Linked DNA regions of Mus musculus: all the other regions are linked to region 1. Evidence: chromatin contacts called from public HiChIP or PLAC-seq and promoter capture Hi-C data. All regions are on one chromosome and are shown on one strand. Each heading gives the region's core, a stretch centred on a gene start, on an enhancer-like site or on the middle of the called end of the contact. The rest is flanking DNA. Distances are from core to core; before and after follow the strand shown.

Evidence for each region. Promoter capture Hi-C pulls out the DNA fragments that hold promoters and counts their contacts. HiChIP or PLAC-seq counts read pairs in DNA pulled down with a chosen protein or histone mark.
Region 2: a contact with region 1 is called in a FOXA1 HiChIP or PLAC-seq map of pancreatic cancer cells. The contact joins the promoter of 4921507G05Rik here to the promoter of Eif5 in region 1. A contact is called at or near these places in 4 of 39 promoter capture datasets (the C10 cell line, embryonic stem cells, liver and 1 more), 1 of 484 Hi-C or Micro-C datasets (embryonic stem cells) and 3 of 115 datasets of contacts at active chromatin or transcription factors (extraembryonic endoderm stem cells, memory CD8 T cells and pancreatic cancer cells).
Region 3: a promoter capture Hi-C map of pre-B cells shows a contact between it and region 1, with 4 times the contacts expected there. The contact joins the promoter of B930059L03Rik here to the promoter of Eif5 in region 1. A contact is called at or near these places in 7 of 39 promoter capture datasets (the C10 cell line, hippocampal neurons, liver and 3 more), 6 of 484 Hi-C or Micro-C datasets (CD4 T cells, cerebral cortex, embryonic stem cells and 3 more) and 1 of 9 other capture datasets (liver).

What each region holds. Positions count from the first base shown.
Region 1 is chr12:111,536,821-111,541,218 of GRCm38.p6, forward strand. Eif5 (eukaryotic translation initiation factor 5) reads left to right here and starts at 1,281. Exons shown (of 12, transcript NM_173363.5): 1 at 1,281-1,419; 2 at 1,535-1,728; 3 at 2,588-2,867; 4 at 2,981-3,062; 5 at 3,310-3,482; 6 at 3,641-3,752. The coding sequence starts at 2,796. Snora28 (small nucleolar RNA, H/ACA box 28) reads left to right here and starts at 4,126; the gene lies at 4,126-4,247.
Region 2 is chr12:110,838,659-110,842,908 of GRCm38.p6, forward strand. 4921507G05Rik (RIKEN cDNA 4921507G05 gene) reads left to right here and starts at 2,371. Exons shown (of 2, transcript NR_152102.1): 1 at 2,371-2,627; 2 at 3,751-4,250. It overlaps Mok (MOK protein kinase), which reads right to left and starts at 2,281. Exons shown (of 12, transcript NM_011973.2): 1 at 2,088-2,281. The coding sequence starts at 2,094.
Region 3 is chr12:110,589,011-110,593,902 of GRCm38.p6, forward strand. B930059L03Rik (RIKEN cDNA B930059L03 gene) reads left to right here and starts at 2,364. Exons shown (of 1, transcript NR_033340.1): 1 at 2,364-3,669.

The DNA.
Region 1 (4,398 bases), core at 31-2,530:
TTTCTAAAATATTGCCATTTGAGTTCAGCCAAGCAAAAACTCAATCTTTTCCAATACTGCCAAGTCATGATCCATGGCTCACAGAGGCACTGCCTGAGATCTTTCCACTTTAACGAGGGGGAACCTGGATAAGCACAGAGCCGTAAAAACTGTAGAGCCATGGACTGTGAAATAAAAGCTACAGAAGAGACACAAATCTTTCAGTTCTGCATCTTGTCTTTAGTCTCCCTCACGGACATGGTCAATTAGCTTTACAGAGCTTTTAAGTCATGGGGAAATAACCTTGGATTTGGGCAAAATAAAATTGATCTTTCCATTTTAACCTTGTTACAAATTCTACTGGCGTAGAACAAAGGGCAGCCCTTCTTCCACAACACTGCTCTTTCTCCCCATCCAGGAAACCAGGCAGCTGCTGACTAAGCCAGGCTGCTGCTCTCAGAAGCCCTGGGAAGGTGGAACAGGTATTTCTATATTATTAGTTGGACTCTGGGATGATTTCAACTCTCAGTCGAAACTTTTACCAAAAAAAGAAGTTTTTTTTTTCTTTTAAATAATGGAAGAGTGTCTAGGAAAGAAAAAGTCCGGGCTCCTCTTCCGAACATAAATTGTTAGTAAATAAAACACTGTTGCCTCCTCGGGTGCACCTGCAGGGAGTCACAGTCACCAACCAGCCTGGCCTTTACAGACCGGGCTGGGCTGGACGGGGTGGCCCTACGTGGCGACTGAGCCCCGAGGCGGGGGGATGGCCAAACCTCGAGGCACAGCCGGACCTGACTGGGGTCGAGACCACCCTAAGTTGCGCGGGGACCCAAGCTACACAAAAAAAGGTTTCTATCGTGGGAAACCTCAGAGCCACAACCGCGGAGTCTCGGCTCGGCGGCGGCTTGGCTCCCCGAGCTCAGGGAGAGGCACCATATGGGATGACAGGCACGGGCCAGGCAGCAGGAAGGGTGGTGGGAAAGAGGCAAGGGGAGCCGCAGTGTCGGGAGCCTCCTGGCGCGGTCCAGATGAGCAGTTAGATCACGCGTGGCCCACAGAGAAGCACCGTGGACATAGCCGGCCCGGCCCCGCCCCGAGAGAGGACTAGGCAGGCGCCATAGTGCCTGAACGCATAAACTCAGAGCGAGCCGGGCTATCGCGAGACCGCGAAGGCCTCTGGGAAGGACGGAGTTGGGGGGGGGAAGGGAAGGGAAGGAAGCTGGGACAGGCAGGAGGCGGGCCGAGACCACGAGTGGAGCCCCAGGAAGTGGAGGGCGGAGAAGCGTGAGATCGACGTGCATGCGAGCCAATGACAAGAGAAGTTGGGAGGGCCTGCGGCCAATAAGCGGTGGCTGCCCGGTACAAGGGGCGGGCTCCGGGGCCGAGGGTAGCTTGAGCGCGGCGGCGGCGTTGTTCAGTCAGAGCGAGAACATTCCAGAGGTGAGTCCGCGGGGGGCGGTGGCCCGCGCCCCTGCCCTGCGCTCCCGCCCCTCCACCCCGCGGGCCGCCGGCGGGGGCAGGCGCCGCCCGCCGCTCACTGCCTTGTCCCCGCCAGGTCGCCAGGCTCGGCGCTGCTGGTGTGGACGCGGACGTCGCTGGGACAGTCCCTCCCGCTGCTCGGCGGCGGCACCTGCCCAGCCGCCCCTCCGCTCGCCGCCGGCCCCGCCGCTCCGGACCCGGTTTCCAGCGCCTCTTCCTCCCAGTCCCGGGCGAGCCGCGTTGGGTTTATGTCTTTATTTGACGAAAACGGTGAGTCGCGGGCGGCGGGCCATGGCGGCGGCAAGATGGCGGCGCGGCCGCGTGACCCGCCGCGCGTGTGGCGCAGTTTGGGGGGGGCCGGGCCGTGCGGGAGCGCGCCCGCGCGCGCGCCGTGGCTGAGTCAGGCCCGGGGCGCGTTTGTGACTCAGGGAGGCCGCACCTCTGCCCCGCCGGCCGCCGGAAGGGGGAGGCCGGGCGACGGGCTGCGACCGTCGCGTAGCCATGGGGACGAGGGCGAAGGTCGGCCGTGCGCCGAGGGAGCGAGGGGAGGGAGCCCGGGCGCGGCTTCGGCCGTGGTCCTCGTGCTCCGACGGAGCCAATGGCTCCCAGCCTGGACTTGCCGCCCTGAAGCCCCCGGAGTCGCCGAAGCCGCCCCTCGGCGGTTGGCAGGTCCGGCTCGACGTTTCCCGTTTTACCACGATGGCAGCCGGGGGAGGCGCCATCGGCGAAGTTGGTGGCCCCCGGGCCTGAAGTGAGGGAGAGAAAGGGCCCGGATCCCCTTTTCGGCAGTTACAACGCTGTCGCTCGGCCGGGGCAACCCATGACTCGCCGGTGGCCTTTGATGTGACAATCTCCCGGCGGCTGAGGGAGCAGGGTTTGTGTTCCGTGTTGTCCTCCTCGTTTCGAGCAGTTTCCCTGCCAGTCACAACCCGTGTCAAAATGGTGGCCTCCTGGGTTCCTGGAGTTGTGCTTTGTTACATGGGGATGTCAGCTGTTTTCTCACAAGGACTCGGGCTGTTAGAGCTCGGAGTGTTAGTTGTGTGAGGGACTCGGGGACGGGAAGTTGTCCCGGGGAGGAGTGATGCTAAACCTGTAGGGTTGTTGTGTGTTTTCTCCTTTTCTCTTTCAGAGCTGTTGCGCAGCCATTGGTACCTGTATTGGGGAAACATAGCATACAAGCAAGAAGCTTACAGCCTCAGTGGCGAAAATTTTTTCATGTCAGAGACCGAGAACTCTTGCAGTCGTTTATGTCATCCCTTCTTCTCCAGACAGAAGATACCAAAAAGTTGCAATCAAAGATCTCTTCATCTTATTGATAAAGTCACTAATAAGCCAAAATGTCTGTCAACGTCAACCGCAGCGTGTCAGACCAGTTCTATCGCTACAAGATGCCCCGTTTGATTGCTAAGGTAATGCTGGTTTTTATTTTAGTAGCCTGTTGGTCCGCACACTCTTGATAGGTTTTGAAAGATTACATTTCACAGGGAAGACAGTGCAAAATTGAAATTCTTATTTCCTTTAGGTTGAGGGCAAAGGAAATGGAATCAAGACAGTTATAGTCAACATGGTTGACGTTGCAAAGGCGCTTAATCGGCCTCCAACGTGTAAGTAAAGCTTGGAGAAGCCTGAAAAGGTATATTATGGCTATAGTTTTTACAGTCTTTGAGCTATACATCTTTCCTCAATCATGTTAATTAGCAAGTTGGAACTGCGGACCTACTTGATTGGGTGTCATTAAGCCACCCTGGCTGTATTTCAGTTTCCCTGTAATTTTAACACGGTGAGTTTTTGTATATTCACGTGCAACCAGTGCTTTAGTTAACTATAATGGAATGTCTTGTCTTTATACAGATCCCACCAAATATTTTGGTTGTGAGCTGGGAGCACAGACCCAGTTTGATGTTAAGAATGACCGTTACATTGTCAATGGATCTCATGAGGCGAATAAGCTGCAAGACATGTTGGATGGATTCATTAAAAAATTTGTTCTCTGTCCTGAGTGTGAGAATCCTGAAACAGATCTGGTGAGTGCCTTTTAGGTTTTTTTTCAAGACTATCATGAAGAAAATTGGGTTAAATTAGTACTTTAGATGTCTTCTGGCACTTTTATAATGTAACAAAAACTTCTATCCACTTTTCCTTTTTGGCTGTAGATGACACTTGTTTTTACTTTCCTTAATAGCATGTCAATCCAAAGAAGCAAACAATAGGTAATTCTTGTAAAGCCTGTGGGTACCGAGGCATGCTTGACACACATCATAAACTCTGTACATTCATTCTCAAAAACCCACCTGGTAAGTCTTTTTAATAAATTGACTAGTAGAATAAAAGAAGATTTTTTTTTCTGTTGTTGCTATATAAGAATACACTATGAGCTCATAAGTGAATTTTATTGTTTGTTTGTGCATGGGGTTTTTGAAGACAGGATTTTTCTGTAGCTCTGGCTATCCCAGACCTCTGAATCAGGCTGCCCTCTGCATCTAAAAGGGATTAAAGGCATTCACCACCATGCCTAGCTCTGGACTTTGTGACTTTGACTGTAAGACATTGGAAAATGTCCTGTTTTATGTAGCAATAAGGGTGAAAAATGGCTGCTAAACCAGATGTCTGTTGTTAAGAGTCAAGGCTTATCTATTAAGCTACAGTGACTTTAAAGCATTGCAAGCAACACTCTGTGGCAGATGAACAAAACCGTCTGACACAATTTGAGCTTGCTATAGCAAGAAAGTCTAACCTATTCCGGTGTTCTCTTTCCCCATGAGACAAGCCGTTATATAGGCTCTAACAAACTTTTTAATTGTTGAATTGATCAGGTTTTGGATGTGGTATTGTTTAAATTTATGGGGCAAACTACCTGATACTAACCTTCTAATCTTCAGCCCCAATACTGTGTGTCAGTACTACTTCACCTTATTTTATAACCTGTGAAATATAGTAGTG
Region 2 (4,250 bases), core at 1,121-3,620, 700 kb before region 1:
ACAGAGTGAGTTCCAAGGCAACTGGGGCTACACAGAGAAAGCCTGTCTCAAAGAACCAAAAACCAAACCAAACCAAAAAACAGTCTAGAGAGGAAAAAGTAAGGACTCTAATTAGATCCAGTAAGGACAAATGTCTTCAAGTAAGGATTGGTCAAGCTCATCTTCTCTCTCGAGTCGATGTCTTCCATCCACTGGGCCAGCCAGGCACTCACTCCCAGTCTGCATGCCAGACACAGTGGTGTCTTACACACACACACACACACACACACACACACACACACCGTCTTACCTGACCCCTCAGCATCCTCAGCATCTTCCCTGGAGATTGCTGTCACTACACCTGTTTAAGGATGAGAGCTGAGGGGGCTGAGAGGCGGCAGGGACTCCTGAGGCTGTGGGTCTGCCTAGCTCCGTGCCTGGCTGCAATGTCCTCCACCTCCAGAGCGGATGCTCTTAACTTTACCCTGGGACACCTTGCCACTCACTATGCAAATGACTTACAAGGCAAAGGAGGAGGACAGGAAAACTGGCTAAACCTGGGTGTTACCAAAACTTTGGCCACAATCCACTTTCTGGAGGCCTAGGGTGGTGATGGTGCACGCCTTTAATTCCAGCACTTGAGAGGCAGAAACAGGCTAATCTCTGAATTCTAGGCCAGCCTGGTCCACAGAGCTAGTTCTAGGGTAGCTTTGGCTACAAAGGGAAACCCTGTCTTGAAAAACCAAAATGAGCCGGGCGGTGGTGGCGCATGCATTTAATCCCAGCACTTGGGATGCAGGGGCAGGCAGATTTCTGAGTTTGAGGCTAGCCTTGTCTCTCTCTCTCTCTCTCTCTCTCTCTCTCTCTATATATATATATATATATATATATATATATATATAAAACTTAAATTTTTTTAAATTAATATTTTGCATATATAATTTGCATTTTATGATGTGTCTATTTTTTAACTTTTCTTAAATTTTTTTTTGTTTTTGTTTTTCTCCTCTTTAAGTGTGTCTATAGGATCTGTGGTGAGAGAGAGAATACTAGAGAGAAGGGTGTGGAGGGAGAGAGAAGATACCATAGCTGGGGTGAGAGGAACACCTGTAGTAGTGTCTGTGGTGTTTAGCACTGCATATGCCTGAACTTCGAGCTCTTTGGGAATCTCTTATCTCTGCTCCCATCTCACCATAGGCATGCTGGGATTGCAGGTGCATGCTACTGCATCAGATTTTGTTTTTGTTTTTTTTTGTTTTTTTTTTGAGACAGTTTCTGTCTAGTAGGCTTGGCTATCCTGAAATTTGTTATACTGATCAGGCTGGCCTCAAACTCATGGAAATTCAACTGCCTCTGCCTCTAAGTGAGGGGAATGAATGCGCCCGTCACTCCCCTCAAGACCACATTAATCTTCCTTAAAGGGAGTGACACAGTGACACAAGACTGAAGGGTGAATGAGATGACTTATTTTTTAAATGTTATGTCATTTATGGTACATAGAAATTACTGCACTGCAATTAAAATGTAGTGTCAATTTGATATTGTAACTACAGAGAACACAATCTAATCACGGTAAGAGACTACACTTCTGGCTACACTATCACAGGCAATCATAACCGTATATCTATGAAAATCAAACAGCGGTCCCAACAAAACCGACTTGTCTAGTCGCATTTGGACTCCAGGTTACCCACAAACCCGGCACTAAGTCCAGTTTTCCAGTCCTTCTATTTTCTAGAAAGACTGCCTCATCTCCCAACTTCTAAGCAACCGTTTTACATTCCGCTAAAAGGATGCTTTCAGAACCACAACTGTTTAACTCAGAAAGTAAGATAGGCGGCCCAGCGTCCCTCTCGAACGCGGTTTAAGCCGCCGTCCCGCAGGGGCGGGGAGCCACCGTGTGAGCGCTCAGAGCCGACGGCCAATGTCTTGAGATTTCAGATGCGATCCGACAAACGAACGAACGAACGAACGAACGAATGAGCGAGTGAATGAACGAAATGACACAACTCCTCAAACTCCAGCAGAACCCGCTGCCTAGCCCCGGGTACCTGCGGCGCCGCCCCGCAGGCCCCGGGGACCCTCAGCCCTTCTCCGGCCCCACTCACTCTTCATCCTGAACGCGGATGACGCCGTCAGCCCCTGGACGGCCCCGGACCGAAAAGAAAAGAGGAGACTGTGGTACCGGCCTTCTCCCTTCCAGAGGTGGCTTCCGGCTCGAGGACCTTCGCGGTGGTCCCTGGCTGGGGAGCGTTAGGATCCGGCCGCCATATTGTATTCCTGTCGCCTTAGCAACCGCCAGACCCTTAGGAGGGAGGGGCGTTCCGGAGACATGCGTATACGCATGCGCAAAGGAGAGGGTTTAAAAACCGCTGGCCCGTTCACGCATGCGCGGTGCAGCCTGCCGCCTCGGTTCGGTCGCTACGCAACCTCTCGCCGCTTTAAATTTAAGTATAATTTCTTACCTAGTGAGTAGGCGACCTTGGTGGGACTGACTCTTCCCAGCTCTCCCGAGAATGTAACGATGTTGAACCAGACGAGAACAATTTCCTTGAGCTTTAACTGCCTGTAACACTAGTTGGAGCCTGTTCTTGACAACACCTACAGTTGAGCATCAAAGCAGCCTGATAGCTACTGCTGTGTAATTTGTAAGTTTTACTGCTTAATTCAACAAACATTTACTTTGCTAAAAGTAGTGTTGCACGCATTGGAGATATAATGAAAAGCGACCTAGACGAGATCCCTAAATTCTTGTTACTGTAAAGTGAGGTTGAAAAATTCTCACCCCATGCATTTAAATTCAAAAAGAAAAAAAGGGGAAAAAAAAGTCATGTGGGTTGTCTAAAAATAAACTGCATTTAAATTCAATAAAGAAAGAAAGAAAAAGAAAAATCCTTACCCAAGTGGTCGCAGTGAAGACTAAATGAGATGTCCCTGGTGCCCCACCCAATTCCTAGGGGCTTTTGCCTAAGGCTTGACAGGGTCTGTCACACTGCAAGTGCTTAATAAATGTTTGTCCAAAAGCCAGGGGAATCAGCACCTGTCACCTCTGTATCATTCTTATCTGTCTAGGGGCAAGCCTGATTTTAAGCATTGAGGATTCAGGACAAACTTTACCCTTTGACCCAGTTAAACAGGCAGATGGGAGAAGTGTTTTTGCTGACTTGGGCAATAGAAACCATATATCCTGTTGTTGGAGTCCCAAGATGATAAAGAGCTTTGTCAGGGGCACCTCCTGGTGGATCACTGAACCCAGACACCAGCCCATGGCTTCTGACTCCCTGTGTTTCTGTGCCCAGAAGAAGTTGGGCGCAAAGGGTTTCAACGTGTACATATTTTATGGAGGGTGTGTTTCAAACTGGCCCCTGGAACAACTGATGTGTTTTAGCAAATTAGAAGTAACATCTGGGGCTGGCGAGATGACTCAGTGGTTAAGAGCACCAACTGATCTTCCAAAGGTCCTGAGTTCAAACCCCAGCAACCACATGGTGGCTCACAACCATCCATAACGAAATCTGATGCCCTCTTCTGGAGTATCTGAGGACAGCTACAGTGTACTTACTGTAATATAATAAGTAAATAAATACATAATAAATAAACAAATAAATAAATAGAAAAATAGAAGTAACATCTGAAAAGCCCTTCTGTTTGTCTATTTTTCTTTCTTTTTTTTTTTTTGTCTAACAGTTTTCATATGCACACATTGGGAGTGAAACATTTAAATTATTTTCATTTCCCTATTTGTTTTCTGTTTCTCCATCTCACCCCAAGCCCAGAATTCACAAGCAGGACTTCGGTTTCTCTATGGAAAATGTTCTGCCTTCCTGTGACTGTGTGTTCCAGAGCTCTATGTCAAAATTTAAAAATGTGAAGAGGAAGATAAAAGCTAGAACTCAGTGACTGAGCTCGATCACCAGCCGCTGCAGAGGGGAGAGGAAGGACAAGCTTAGAGTCATGGAGCCTTAGTGAAGAAGGCCAGGAGAATCAACTCAGGCGTCTGGAAAAAGCAAGAGACACAGAGAAAAGGGGGTTGTCACACATTCCTGCTATTAGTCCCAGCACTGTGGCTTGGGGCTATGGGTGGAGGCAGGCCGATCTCTGCGAGTTCAAGGCCAGCCTGGGTTACATAGTTCCAGCTACATAGACTTTGGAAAATGCTTTTATCCTTTGCCACTCCAGCTTTCCTGTCAGGTGACTCTTTCCACCAGATCTTTTGATACAGAAGCAGGGGGACACCACCACTGCCCCTGCTGCAAACTGTCTTTCTTAAA
Region 3 (4,892 bases), core at 1,114-3,613, 950 kb before region 1:
TGTCCTCAGAACAAGTTCTAGGACCTGTCCTCACCTCCCCCCGGAAAAAAAAAAAAAAAGCCTAAATAAAAACTTTAAAGCAAGTTAGTGACCCACCAAGCAGGTATCTTCTATGGCTTTCTCGCTAGGCTTCTGCTCTGATTTCCCTTCATGAAGGGATACAAGACTTAAACTCAGAACATCAGTACAATTCTTACAAGGGTTGGCCTTGAGCGGGGACATGGGGAGCTGGTCCACTGAAATAGAAGGGAAGCTTTTTAAAAATATATGATTTATTATTATTTCTGAGTATACCATAGCTGTCTTCAGACACACCAGAAGAATGCATCAGATCCCATTACAGATGGTTGTGAGACACCACGTGGTTGCTGGGAATTAAACTCAGGACCTCTGGAAAAGCAGTCACTGTTCTTAACCACTGAGCCATCTCTCCAGCCTGCAGAAGGGAGTTTGTTTGTTTTGCTGTTGTCTTTAAAGATGGTGGGAGATTTGAGCTTTCTGAGCAACTTAGTTAAAAGATGAGGTCATGAATTACAAATGAAAGCAATGGCATTCTCTCCCAGTTTCAGGAGTATGGAAGATCCCAGCCCTCCCAACAACAGTATACCACCCCCCTAAGGAAAGAGGTTTTTCTTTAAATGGTGAGTGACAAGGGCCTCATCTTCCATGGGATGCCACCTGCCACAGGTGACAGCCTGGAGTCTACAGAAAGTAGCTGCATTTCTGTTTCCTGTGACAGGCTCTCTCTACACCATGAGAAGGCATCAAACGGGATACACTGCATTAAACTACACTGCTCTGCAGAACTATGGCTGCAGGAAGCACCACTGGCTTAGGCGATGGTACTCCACCGCTTCCCAGCTGGCTGGCTGCACGTAGCTGGAGGGCAAGGAGCTGGCTGAAAGTAGACACCCATAACAGAAATTCTACCTCCACCTACATGCCAAAAGAGACATAGGCATGCCGTGTAGGTGTGAGGAATATTCCCGAGGAGGATGCAAAGCCAGCAGAGGCAGGTAAGCAGGGGCTCCCACTGGCAGTGTCGCCATCCTATGCAGATCTCAGGGCCACAAGTCAATGCTTCTGGAAGGACAGGAAAGTAACCCCAGTAGCAGGTGAGGAAGGGTGGGTCACTTCAGTTTACTGTTGGTGGCTTGCAGATTTGTAGGACCCTTAAAAATGCAACTGAAAGTTTTAAAAGGTAAGTGTTGAAAACATTTTGAGACAGTCTTACCAAAAATCCTACTACCCAGCCCCCTGAATGCTGGCATTAGAAACACGTTCCACCCTGCAGGGTGTCATGTATTTTGACTCTGCAATTCTGCTTCAAAAATTTAGCCATCAGCAAAATTCACCTAGTCTGAGCAGTAAGGCCAGCTACTCCCGGCCGCACTGTTTTCCATGCTGAAAAACAGAAACCAGGAATTATCCTCACCTGCCTGAAGTGTTGCTAGATGCAAATGTGAGCAGAGAAGTGAGAAAACCCCAGCACACGCTCTCACTCCTTAAGATTTTATTTTTTTAAATGTGTTTGTTTCTGTATGTGGATTTGTACATATGAGTGCAAGTGCCCACGGAAGCAAGAGGGTGTTCGGTCCCCTGGGGCTAGGGTTATAAATAGTCTGTCCCTAACGTGGGACTCTAAACTCGGATTGTCCGGAAGAACTGTACATGGACCTAACTGCTGAGCGGTCTCCATAAAATATGGCCAAATTGAAACTAGAAAGGTTCTGGCACTCATTCCAAATTCGAATTCATCCTCACCCCAGGACTAACTTTTCCTGCCGGCCCAACACCTTCTTCTCAAACATTCCACACTGCAGCCAAGAGGGAGCTTGCAAAAACATCCCTCCAACCAGTCACCCCAGGATAGCCCGTGAGCCCTCTACAAGCAATGTCCCTATTACCCTACTTATCGCTGTACCTTCAGTCTGGCACCGTGTGGGACACTCAAAACTGCGTCTGATGGACGCAATGTACAGATAAATGTGGGATCAGCGAGAACAGCAAGATCCAAGTGGAGAGGCAATCAAATGTGGGTACGTGTGTGTAAGGTGGACGTGCTGACATACGCCTTCCATGCCAGCACTGGAAAGGTGGAGGCAGGAGCATCAGAGTTGGGACTCAGCACGGCTACCCGGCATCCAAACCAAAGAGCAAGCGGATGGCAGCAGGTACCCCGTAGGAATGAGACAAAGCGCATGCAGAAAACGGAGAAGAGTTCAAAGTCAACAGGATATCAGCTCAGCACAGCTGCACCAGAACACGGCAGCAGGACAAGGGCGGCCCCGGGAAGGTCTCTGCCATCTCGGCAGGGCGGAGATCTCCGCAAGGCGCAGCCTCCACGGCGCACGTGACTGGATGAGTCACCGCGCCAGGAAGCCGCACGAAACCTCGGTTCGGCAGCTCGAACGCAGGCTGACTTAGGACAAGGCAGCGACGTCTAGAGGAAGCCGCAGAGGGGGCCGCGTCCCTTGGCGGGAGGGGAGTGAGGGCCGCGGACGGCCCGGACCCAAGCTTAGACGCTTGGCCCACGGCACACAGGACAGGGAGACCGACTACCTTCACCTAAACGCTGGCGCAGGGAAATGACGCAGCGCATCGACCAATCGGGAAGTGTCTGACTCTGAATCTCGCGATATTCACGGGAGGAAAATGAGCCAATCGCAATGCCCCTTCTTCCAGGCCGCGGTGATTGGCTTGAGGACTCACATGATCGTTCGAGGCCACACGTGACCGCTCCCCTGGCGACACGTGATCGACCTGCCACTCTGCAGAAGTGGCTTCTGGACAGCGGCAAACAGGCGTCCGTGGAACTGAACGGCAGGTCCTGGGTTACAGCCCCGTCACTTTCCACTTGATAGGCGGGGTTGGTGACCAGGGTCCCATGTGACCCCCGTCATGGAACCCCGAGACGCGACCGTAGCGTGGATAGGACAGGGCCAACCTGTCCCCTGTAGCAGCTCTGAGAACTGAAGTAGGTGGGAGGCTGGGGATGCCGAGAGATTAACGAAAGAAACCAGTAAGCAGGGTCAGGAAACTCGTCCCACCTAAGTGGCGTGTACCGGACACGTGGTAACGTAAAGAGGTAGAGGTGCTTGCTATGTAAATAACTATGGAGGACCAGAACTCACATAGATGAGGACTTTGAGCACCCCGTCTTTCCCACTACCACTCACTGGGTGCCTCTTTCTTTCCTTCTTTCTCTAATTTACTCATAAGACAGGGTCTCGCCTTGGCTAGCCTTATTGTCTGTCTGTCTGTCTGTCTATAAAACAGAGTCTCTTCTTGGCTGACCTGGAACTCACTGTGTAGACCCTAAACTCAAGAGATGTCCCTGCCTCTGCCCTAAGAATAAAGGCGTGCACTTCCTGGCTTGACTTCTGTCTCCCTCTCTCCTTTCTTTGTAGTAAACTGCCTGTCTCCGACTCTGTCCCTGAGTCTTACTGTTCTAGGGCTCAAAAATCTGGAAATTTGTGCTGATTCCCTCCAGGGTCATAGCCATGCCTGTTCCAAGGAAGCCCTAGCGATGTCTGTTTCCCACTGCTTCCTGCCCAAGATACTGGTAACCCTGGAAGGTAGCCCTGGTGTGGGGGTGCTGTCAGAAGCATGGACACAATTCTCTCTCTCCATGATGTTAGAATTTCCTGAATAATAAATTGGCAGTCTGCATCCCTTGTATTGATGTAATTTGTTGAGTAGTTTTGTTCTCACTCTCTTAATAAATAATAACTCTTGGGTCACACATTACACCTCACAATGCAATGTAAATTACAGAATGGCTATTCAAGGTTAGAGTTCACAGAGGCCTTCCTGGAGGCAGAGGCAGATAGCTGCTACAACATTTGCTGGTTTGGTTTGCTTGGTTTTGTTCATTTGATTTTCCAAGATAGGGTTTCTGTGTAGCTTTGGCTGTCCTGGAATTCATTCTAGACCAGGCTAGCCTCAAATCCACAGAGACCTACCTGCCTCTGCCTCCCAAGTGTTGGGGTTAAGGGACTATACCACCACCATCTGGCACAAATACAGTATTTAGGGATTAAGGAGTCCAAGTGGATAGCTGTTGGGGGCATGGAGCTCAGAACCTGAGAGATCAGGGATCTAGGCCGCAGGTGTAGTGTTCAGGTGTAAGACAGGTATAGCTTCAAGTAGATAGGTGGATTGTCAGCCGTTCACGCACGTAGGAGGTGACGGGCCGGGCTGAAGCCCTAGGTAAAGTTCAGAGGTCTCTGCTTCAGCGGGTGGTCATCACGATGTCAGGCACCCTCCTTACAGGGTCCATGTTCGGGTGTTGTGCCTCGTGGCGGCCCTCCATTGGTCAGTGCATTTGACCAGTTTGAAACCCGGTTTTTCTGCTGTTTTTATTCAGCCCATATGCTCATGTTTTCGTGTGCTTTGATAAGCCTGGAGAATGCTGGCATTTTACCTTTAGGAATAAAGTTGGTATTAGTGTGTGTCTATGGTGATGTAGGTGGAGGTTTATGGTATTATTAGGTAGTACTGGGCAGGAAGTGGTCTCTGGGTGCATGACAAGGTCAGGGTCACCCCGTCTCTGCATTTGCACTCCTCATGGAGTTAAGTCATGCTTGTGACTTGGAGTCACATTGTGAGTACTCTGGGAAGCAGCTTGTGGGTCCTGGGGAGCAACCTCAAGTTGTCTGGTTCACTTTAAGATTACGTAAATTGCATCACACACACATACACCCAAAACATCCCATGAGCCCCTCTTTGTTCTCTTTCAAATTCATGGCCTCTTATTTCATTAGTTGTTATTACATGCATATAGGTATAAATACACACAGTCCTGAATATAACCTGCTTATGTTAGCCATATGTACGTTTTCAGGGCTTTGGATAAACAGTTTGTTATTTGATAGAAAACAAACGCTTGT